3 separate regions of the Zea mays genome follow, and regions 1 and 3 are each linked to region 2. Evidence: chromatin contacts called from public Hi-C data. All regions are on one chromosome and are shown on one strand. The core of a region is the stretch at or near the end of the contact, and the rest is flanking DNA. Distances in the headings are between cores, read along the strand shown. Region 1 holds the start of LOC103650765 (probable inactive purple acid phosphatase 16). Region 2 holds the start of LOC100276540. Region 3 holds the start of LOC103650760 (amino-acid permease BAT1 homolog).

Evidence for each region. Hi-C and Micro-C count contacts between places; a contact is called where the count stands out from the background.
Region 1: a Hi-C map of leaf shows a contact between it and region 2, with 5 times the contacts expected there. The contact joins the promoter of LOC103650765 here to the promoter of LOC100276540 in region 2. A contact is called at or near these places in 3 of 25 Hi-C or Micro-C datasets (ear, leaf and tassel).
Region 3: a Hi-C map of leaf shows a contact between it and region 2, with 4 times the contacts expected there. The contact joins the promoter of LOC103650760 here to the promoter of LOC100276540 in region 2. A contact is called at or near these places in 2 of 25 Hi-C or Micro-C datasets (ear and leaf).

Annotation. Positions count from the first base shown.
Region 1 is chr3:154,093,696-154,097,195 of Zm-B73-REFERENCE-NAM-5.0, reverse strand. LOC103650765 (probable inactive purple acid phosphatase 16) reads right to left here and starts at 1,629. Exons shown (of 3, transcript XM_008676338.4): 1 at 1,170-1,629; 2 at 402-1,087; 3 at 1-316. The coding sequence starts at 1,428. The coding sequence ends at 86.
Region 2 is chr3:153,815,656-153,818,913 of Zm-B73-REFERENCE-NAM-5.0, reverse strand. LOC100276540 reads right to left here and starts at 1,609. Exons shown (of 8, transcript NM_001371573.1): 1 at 1,426-1,609; 2 at 839-899; 3 at 98-318. The coding sequence starts at 1,548.
Region 3 is chr3:153,462,137-153,465,190 of Zm-B73-REFERENCE-NAM-5.0, reverse strand. LOC103650760 (amino-acid permease BAT1 homolog) reads right to left here and starts at 1,756. Exons shown (of 7, transcript XM_008676330.4): 1 at 1,579-1,756; 2 at 1,243-1,503; 3 at 1,009-1,027; 4 at 691-910; 5 at 403-584; 6 at 1-256. The coding sequence starts at 1,673.

The DNA of each region.
Region 1 (3,500 bases), core at 380-2,879, 280 kb before region 2:
TTATATTTATATACGTTGTTTATATATATAAAGAAATATCCTCTATACTGTACATTGTACAAGAGAATCAAGCAGGCAGATGGATTCAGGAGGTTAGTGTAACGTCGCTGTGCCTGGTCCCGTTCTCCATCCGTATCCATGACACGGCCGAGAATGGCTCCTCCGTGACCTCAAGGATCCTCGCTCCTCTGGGCCAGTCACCGTATCCCCCGTACCCCGTGTGCCGTGCGAAGCACAGCCACAGCTCCTGCTCCCGCTCCTCGCCGTCGTAGGGGCAGCACCAGTCCAGCCCGTGGTTGTGCCCAACAAACACCGCCTGTCATCGATCGATCGATCGAGAGAAGACAGTGTCACCGCCAACAATATTCTGATCCAAGCCAAGCACCTGGACAGTGACGCACCTTCACCGACGACCTCTTGGCGAGCGCATCCATCATGCCCCATTCAGCTGCCTGCGGCGCCACTTCCTCCTCGTTGATGGAGCCGACGCAGGGCTTCCTTATCTCAGACTTGGCCTTCGGAGCTACCTTGGCGTACGCCGTGCTCGGTATGTGCCAGAAGATGAGCTCGGGGATCCTTCCATCTGGATTCAGGAACTGAGACTGGGTGTGGAACCACCTGACCTGCGCGCTGGACACCACCTCGGTGTACGACCCGCCGCCCGAGTCGAGGAAGTACATGAGCAGAGCCGGGTCGTGGTCGTGACCGTCGCCGCGGGCCCGCCGTCCCCGCGAGAGCACCTGCAGGACGTAGTTGGAGACGCCGGGCCACAGCTCCCTGGGCCCGCTGGACGAGTAGGACAGCAGCCGGTTCGCGCCGGTCTCCGCCGCCATGAGGTCCGTCCGGGGAGTCCCACGGAAGCCGCACCCTGATCCTGGACCCGGCGGCCAGCGCAGCGGCGGGACGCCGTCGGGGGAGAACCACTCGGGCGGCCACTCGAAGGCCATGTCGTCGTGGTTGCCGAACACCGTCGCCCACGGCACGCCCCGGCCTCGGGCGGCGGAGACGGCGCGGTCCCAGTACAGGCTCGCGTTCGGGACCGGGAGGTTGTTGGCCGTCACCAGGTCGCCGAGGTACACCACCAAGTCTGAGCGAAGATGCGTTCCGTTTCAGTTCTTTCGGAGGAAAAGGGAAAGGGAGGCAGAAGCAGAGCGTGCGCATGCACGCACCTGGGTTCTCGGCGTCGAGGACGGCGGCCATGACGCGGTCGGACGCGGCGTCCTGCGCGGGCCCCCAGTCCGTCCACGCGTCCTCGCCGTAATGCAGGTCCGCGAACAGGGCCACCTTGAACGCTCCTCCTGGCCCGAACCGCAGCGGCGGTCGCCCCTTGGCGGCCGCGTGCTCCGTCGCCGGCCGCAGCGCGGCCACCACGATCGCCAGTGCGGCGGCGAGCAGGGCGGGCCCGGGGCTGCGCCACCACTTGTGCATCGCGGATTTGCTCGACGGCTTGGGCGGCGTGGTCCTGGGAGCGTCGGGCTTGGCGTGTTCTTGGTCTGGTGAAGCCCCACGCTCGGAGTCGGAGGGAGGTGCGGGATAGTACAGTGGGAGCGAGACGTGACGTGACGGCTGGCCCTGGCGTTGGGAGCACGGGCCGTGGAAGACTGGCAGCTCTTAAAAAAAAAAAGCGGCGGCCGTGAAGCTACGCTTTATCATTTATCAAGCATTGAAGCCCGTCGGCAAACAGGGGAATATGCTGCCGTGTGCCTAAGAATATTACTTTGGCTGCACCATGAAAACAATTCCGCTGCTAGCGAACTTATTATTTGAGTCTATAAAATTAGAAAATCAGAAAAAATGAGTCATATAATTTGGTCGTTCCGTGTAAAACCGCCCAAAATTATATTTAATTAATTCGGATGCGGACATGACATATCACGTTATAACATATTAATAAAAGTCTGAAGACCCAAGTAACATAACATATCATCTAAGTGACATAGTATATCATGTTCGAGGACCGACGTGACTCTAAGTCACGTCGACATCTAGTTTGAGCAAACCCGTTTTTGGATGGACCGCCAAGTTTTAGCATTTGTTTTTCTAGTTTTGTGAGTTCGGAGACCTAAATGATACAACGTGTCAAGTTTGAGGAGCGTTACTGTATTTTACTCTAGAGCACATTTAGCCATGCAGTACATGTATGCTTACATAAATACTTTTTCCTTGACCAACTAACAATTTTACATCAGAAGAGTTTGCCTATCAAGTAGAGCATTATAGCATAAACAATGCTGATGTTGGATTTAAATGGACATGGCTCAAATTAATTTATTAAATTACCCAATTTTAAAATTTTATATTATATTTGTCGGGACCATAATTAGGGGTACCTCCAAGACTCCTAAATCTCAGCTGGTAAACCCAATCAGCACAAAGCTGCAAAGGCCTGATGAGTGCGATTAAGTCAAGGCTCAGTCCACTTAAGGGACACGATCTCGCCTCGCCCGAGCCCAGCCTCGGGCAAGGGCAACCGACCCCGGAGGATTCACGTCTCGCCCGAGGGCCCCCTCAAGCAACGGACACACCTTCGGCTCGCCCGAGGCCCAGTCTTCGCCAAGAAGCAACCTTGGCCAAATCGCCACGACGACCGACCGTATCGCAGGAGCATTTAATGCAAAGGTGGCCTGACACCTTATCCTGACGCGCGCCCTTCAGTCGACAGAGCCAAAGTGACCGCAGTCACTTCGCCGCTCTACTGACCGGCCTGACAAGAGGACAGCGCCGCCTGCGCCACTCCGACTGCTGTGCCACTCGACAGAGTGAGGCTGACAGCAGCCAAGTCCGGCCTCGGGCGCCATAGGAAACTCCGCCTCGCCCGACCCAGGGCTCGGACTCGGGCTCGGTCCCGGAAGACGACGAACTCCGCCTCGCCCGACCCAGGGCTCGGACTCGGGCTCGGCCCCGGAAGACGACGAACTCCGCCTCGCCCGACCCAGGGCTCGGACTCGGGCTCGGTCCCGGAAGACGACGAACTCCGCCTCGCCCGACCCAGGGCTCGGACTCGGGCTCGGCCCCGGAAGACGACGAACTCCGCCTCGCCCGACCCAGGGCTCGGACTCGGCCTCGGCCCCGGAAGACGACGAACTCCGCCTCGCCCGACCCAGGGCTTGGACTCGACCTCGGCCTCAGCCGACGGTCTCCGTCTCGCCCGACCCAAGGGCTCGGACTCGACCTCGACCTCGGAAGACAGACTCGACCTCGACCTCGGAGGAGCCTCCGCCTCGCCCAACCCAGGGCTCGGACCGACCACGTCACAGGAGGGGCCATCATTACTGAAAGGGAATTAGGCTTACACCTATTTCTAGGCAACCAACCCGTGCTAAGTTTCCTAAAAGGAAAACTCCTAGTGCATCAAATGATCGTAACATTTCATTCAAAACTTTTGATGCATCATATGTTTTGACTAACAAATCCGGCAAGGTAGTTGCCAAGTTTGTTGGGGGCAAACACAAGGGCTCCAAGACTTGTGTTTGGGTACCCAAAGTTCTTGTTTCTAATGC
Region 2 (3,258 bases), core at 360-2,859:
CAATAGGATATATAAAATCAAGTAAATATTCCAGGTATATAAAATAATAATAAAGTATATTATGTGAACAAATAAAATGGTATGAACACAATGCAACCTTCGGTAATCCTCCAACGCCGAGAGCGAGGTCAAGCTTAAGAGAACCAGTAGAGACTACAGATGCTTTCCTTGCACGGGAAAATCGCTCCAAACATAAATTAGAGTCTCTATCGAAGTCAATTGCGAGTTGAGAAACAGCAACATTAAGTGATGACTCCTTCTCAATAGCTTTTGTATCGTCAAGAGGGGGATCACTCTCATAGTCTAACTGCATATCAACTGGAAATTTGTACAGATTCCTGAGTAACATAGCAACTCATAAGGTAGCGTGAATACAGAATGCCAAGAATAACAACTGTATAACTTTGGGAACTACTTCAAAAGTTAGTTCTTGCAGGAACATTAAAGTTGGAATTTGCGAAAGGGCCTCTAGCCTAGTGGTTAAGGACTTCCGAGTAGCACCTCCAAGTCCTGGGTTCGATTCCCCTCGGGAGCGAATTTTCAGGCTTGGTTAAAAAAATCCCCTCGCTGTGCCCCATCCGCTCTCGGGTTACGATGTCTTGTGCGCCATCCTCCGGTTGGGCCGTTGCAGAGTGGACAGTTGACGCCGGCCTGTTAGTGATGGGGGGCCTGAGTTCGGAGATTTTCTCGGCCGGGACCATTGTTTTCGGTCTCTTCTTAATATAATACCGGGAAGGCGGTCCCCGGCCGAGTTTTTAAAGTTGGAATTTTCTATTGCAGAACACTGACAGTAAAAAGAGTAGCAAAAAAAGTATACCTATTGGGTAAATGGTTATACCTGTGGTTGATACCGAACGACCTTTGAACCAAAGCGAACAAAATGTGTCTCTTTTCCCATTCTAGCAAATGACATCACAGGGAAGAAAGATTATCAGCAATTTGCGCAGATCTCTTGAAATATGAGCAAGTAGGCATTGTGAACTCGATACTTCACTTATGAAGGTATTAAAGCCAGTGAGAACGAAACAGTAAAGCAGCACATACACCATTTGAAACCAAAAGCCACAGTTCTCCCCTAGTGGGAAAAGGCTGACGTGGGAATAGCACTATTGTACAGCATTACAGCCCATAATGCATATTTCTCCGAATCTCACTCTTCTATGTTTTAGTAGCTTGTGCACATGAGCAGGAGCCAGCAAAGCAGAACTTGTACGCTCATGGTCAAACCGTTGCAGATATCAGCTGTTTCAGCCAATCTAACCCAACAAAGGTCAAGGGCAGTTTAACAACATTAACTAGCAAAGAGGACTTACCAGTCCGACTGAAAATCCTCTATTGCAAAAGGAAGTTACAGTCCCTAGCACACGGCAACAAGCCACGAGCCCGCGATCGAGGGAGCGGCAGCGAGATACGCGGTCATCATACCTGAAGAGGGGAGCGGCGGAGAGGAGAGGTCGCGGACGCTGAGGGGCTACTGCAGTCCGTGCGCGAGAGCTGGGCGCCGGCTCGCCGGAGGAGAGCGGAGGAAGAGGAGAGGATCCCTCGCATGGCGGCGGGCGGGCAGCGGCGGAGCGGTGGGCCGCGCGCGCGCTCGAGTGGTGTGGTGGATGGGTGGGCCCACGTCACCGAGTCTTCTCTACGTAGCGAGGCATGCGTGGGTCGGTCCAATTCAGAATGGCGGGCCCGTGGCAAACCATGAACAGGCCAAAAGTGGCCCGTGCCCCCAATTCGTTTTTTCAGCGAATTCATGTTTGGTTCACTACCTCAGTTGCCACACTCTGCCTAACTTTTCTGCCTAAGGTTAGTTATTCAATTCAAACGACTAACCTTAGGCAAAGTGGGGCACATTTAGCCACAAACCAAACAGGCCCTATATCTCCCTATTCTATCATTTATCTCCTCAAACTCTAGAAAGACACCTAAACTCCTGAACTCTCAAATTTATTTAAATTATCTACATACCATGCATTGGAGACAAGACCTCGGGCTCAAAATGACAAAATCAATGTTTAGATGGTTTTTCAGATCAAGAATGCTAATGCAGTCCAAAGAAAATCCATTATTGACCATTGAACGTTATTTGAAAAGATTCGGAACATGCAAATGAGTAAAGGTGCGTGGAGCCAAATGTATTAGAGCATCTCTAAATGACTTTTTATTTTTGACTCTCTATTTGACTCTTTATTTGTCACTCTATAAAGATTAAACTCTAAATATAACATATCATTTCAACATACTCTCCAATATATAAGTTAGCTTGGCTAGCGAGATTTGCTAGACAAATTTGGCTAGTGAAGAAGTCAATTTAGAGAGCCGGATAGCTTGTCAAGTTAAATGGCTAGCCTGTTGGAGAGCTATTTTGTTATTAAGTAGCTAAAATTTAGCTTGACAAGCTATTTAGCTAGTCTTTTGGAGATGCTCTAAGGCTTCGGTTTCGATAAGGACTGGCTTCGGCAGGAGGTGTAGAAAGGGGGACTTCAGAGAAGAGGAGATAGAATAGGCATCTATGAAGAGAGAACATGTGTGGCAGGCATGAAAAGACATAATTGTTGTAACACCCGTCTGTTGGTCACTCGTTCTCAAATGCTATGAATCAAGAACAAGACAACACAATCGTTAAGGATTAAGGATCTTCGTCTTCCGAAACATTATCTCCTCATGGAGATAATACTCATCAGCCGAAGATCACGAAAGACAAGCATTCATTATTTAATATATGAATGGAAATGTGAAAGGATAAAGATGAAGACTGAATCTTCATTAATTTATTTGTATTTATGTTCCATAAAATATAAATGAATATTCACTAGTATTGATATTACATTGATACCTTCGGCTTGCTCGAAGGCGAGAATGCGGGAGTGATTACAACCCAACGTGAACAGTACGGTGTTACTGTTCATCTATTTATAGGCACGGGACGCAGCCCGAGCATAAGTACATTTATGTCCTCAACATTTACACATGACCGTAATACAAGTTATTAAGGGTTAAGTAGTCTTTTCCTCTTTCGATCATCATCATTACTCATCATCTTCATTACGAGCCGAAGTTGTCCATCTGGTGATAACTTCGGCGTTTTACTCTTATCCTCTTTGGACCTGTCTTCATATTGCGTGCCTTCGTCATAAGGGAGAAGCTTGTATCTTGAAGACGAGGTTTCCTGTAATAGCTTATACTGAAAACAAATAGTTAATTATGTTTTTGAGGACCTTCGGAAGGAGAAGGCCCCCAACACCGCCTACTACTGCAACGGCG
Region 3 (3,054 bases), core at 507-3,006, 350 kb after region 2:
TGGCGACGGCCATGGCCGCCAGGCACAGGACGCCGCCGGCGCCGCTGCCGAACCTCCGGCGGAAGGTGGCGTACAGGGCCTGCGCGATGGCGTTCCCGCCGGCGTCGTTGGTAGGGTCCAGGAGGGACGGGACGTCGTCGGCGGTCACCGCCGATGTCAGGGCCACTAGGTAGATCCATCCGAAGACGCTCGACAGCGCGACCGAGACGACGATCCCCATCGGGCCACTCCACTCCGCGTTCTTCGTCTCCTCTGACTGCATGCATGCGTATACAGGTTCGTAGACGCAAGCAGAGCGCGATCAGATCCGTCGATCTAGCTTCTTCCTCGATCATTCAGTAGAGTACGTGCATTGTCGACACACAATGCAAGTTTAATTTCGCAGAGAGATTTATTTATTACCATGTGGGCGGAAGTGTCGTATCCCAGGAGAGAGTATTGGCTCGTCAGCAAACCAATGGCGAGTACGTAGACCTTGCTGTGGATCCCCACGGCATCGTCTGTGTAGCAGTGGGTGAACATGAACTCCATGCTCGCCCTCTCCTTAGCGACAACCGGAATCAACACCGTCAGGACAAACACACCTGCGATAATATACATGATCATCAGACATACAAAACAACTAATGGGACCGTTTGATTGATGTGAGAATGGCATTGGATCCATTCCATCACATACACGTATACGTACCTCCAAGATTCCAGAAAGCTCCAAGCTGGCCGAAGAAGGCCAGCCAATGGATAGGGAGGCTATTGATGAGCCCGTGCAGGACGAGGATGGCACAGTAGATGGCGAGCACGACGTATTTGGAGGCCAGATAACCGCCGCCGTTGGCTCCCCCGGTGGCGAGCAGGACGATGACTTGGACGAACTGCGCCAGCGAGAAGTCCACGCTCGTGGTGCAAGCCCACTGCGCAGGATGATGACGAATTGAAGGTTAGCAGGCGTGTAGTAGTGTGCAGTTCATGATCTGATGGTGATGGGCTCTGTGATGGAGCCAAAGCGTACCTGGCCCACGATGTTAAACCTGTGAAACATGACAGAGATTTTTTTTTTAAAAAAATAGGGTAACTAGATAGACCGGCAGCATGATGGGACAAAAACGTCGTCATCCAGGCTCCAGTTTTGTCTACTCCGTAAAGTGACATGCATGAATACGGCGAATGAAAGGTATTTTCTGATTCAAAAAATTAAAGGAGAGGCGAAATTAAAAAAAAAAAAGCGGAAGCATGTAGTGCGTACCATCCGGTGATCCAGCAGGCGAGTGGACCCCAGTCCTTGCCGGCGAGCTTGGCGCTCCAGTAGTAGAGGCCGCCGGTGGTCGGGTAAGCCGAGCAGATCTCCGCCATGGACAGCGCCACGCAGCCGTTGAAGAGCGCCACGACGAGCCAGCCCAGCGTCATGGACGCCGGCCCGCCGTAGCGCAGCCCGGTGTTGTAGGTCGTCGTCACGCCCGCCAGCACGGAGATCATGGAGAAGGAGAAGGCGAAGTTGGAGACGACGCTACGCAGAGAGAAAGTGAATCACTGAGAGCTGGTGGGTTTGGAAATTAATGGCATGCATGCATGCGGAACGTACGAGAGACCGCGCTTCAGCTCCTGCTTGTATCCCAGCTGCTGCAGCCGGGCTTGGTCTCTGTCGTCGCTGCCGGCGGAGGAGCGGCGGGCAGACATGCTCGTGCGGTCTGGTGCGTGCTGCAGAGCAGAAGAGGGCTGTTTGCTCTGGGGGGCTACTTGTCTGACAGGATAGAGATACTTGTTGATGCACAAGGGAAGGGAGTCACAGTCAACACTCAACAGGTCTCAGCCGAATGGCATCATCTGTGGAATTGTGGCATACGGGTTGGCCCATTCCATTCTTGTATGTCACAGTCACGACGATCCTCCCCTTTCGAAATTATTTCTTGACCGAGGAGCGAGGAAAAAGTCGTGTATCAATTGAAATAATTGCTACATACGGATCAAATCCCTTAACATCTCTCCGGCAGAACGTGTAAATAGACGTGCAAAGTACTGTTTACATAGAGTTTGAAAAGTGAGAATAAAGTGTAAAATACTATTTGCATATTAAAGTTTAAAATAGGGAATAAGACATATGCCGGAGATAGTGTTAGGACTGGCAAGCGCTGCTGAAACAAGCTGGTCTGGCCCAGGCGTACACACGAGTGGATGTGCAAGAAGGCTCATGTGGTCTATATGTCTAAAACCCTAGATTTTGTTTATAAATAGAGAAGAGGTCTCCATAACCTGTAACCTTTTGGACAGTAGTACTGTTGGGGCATGCTTCGTCGCCGAAGATCCCGTAAAAAGAAACACCTTCGGCAGTTCCTCTCAAAAAGCAGTGCCGAAGCTATCATCAATAAAGCTTCGGCATAATGACATATCTCAAGACAAAGGAGTAAACCGACTTACAGATGAAATGACCAATCGATCCGTGATAGCTTGTATTATGATTGTAAGCATTCGTAAAGGGCATGAATGTAATTTCTCACAGGCTACGTCATGTGCCTATAAATAAATGAACAGTACCCCTATACTGTTCACGCTGACTGGTATTTACTTGCATGTCACACTTGAATTCCCACCTTCTGTCAAGCCAAGCTATCAATGATATCATATGATTATATAATAAAAATGTCTGAATGATATCACACTTGAATTATTCATGTTTATTCATGATTATATAATAAAAATGTCTGAATGATATCATATGATTATTCATGTTTTTTTATATGTCGTATGATCCCGCTTTCTATTGTTTATTGAGATCATGAAGGTACGCCCTTCATTACCTTCGTCTGAAGATCATTGTATCCTAAGAGAAATAATGCTTTGAAGGACGAATGTCTTTAACCATTAACTTTCGTGTTGCCTTGTTCTTAATTCATAGCGTTTGAGAATAAGTCCCCAACATTGGCGCCCACCTCCGGTGAACTCACTTCCACTTTCGAGTTGATGGCTTCGTCCGACAACCAAGCTGAGGCTACTTCGGCTACGAAGCTGGCGCTCCCAATAACAGGCGGTTCATGCTCAGAGTCAGCCAACAAGAAGCAGA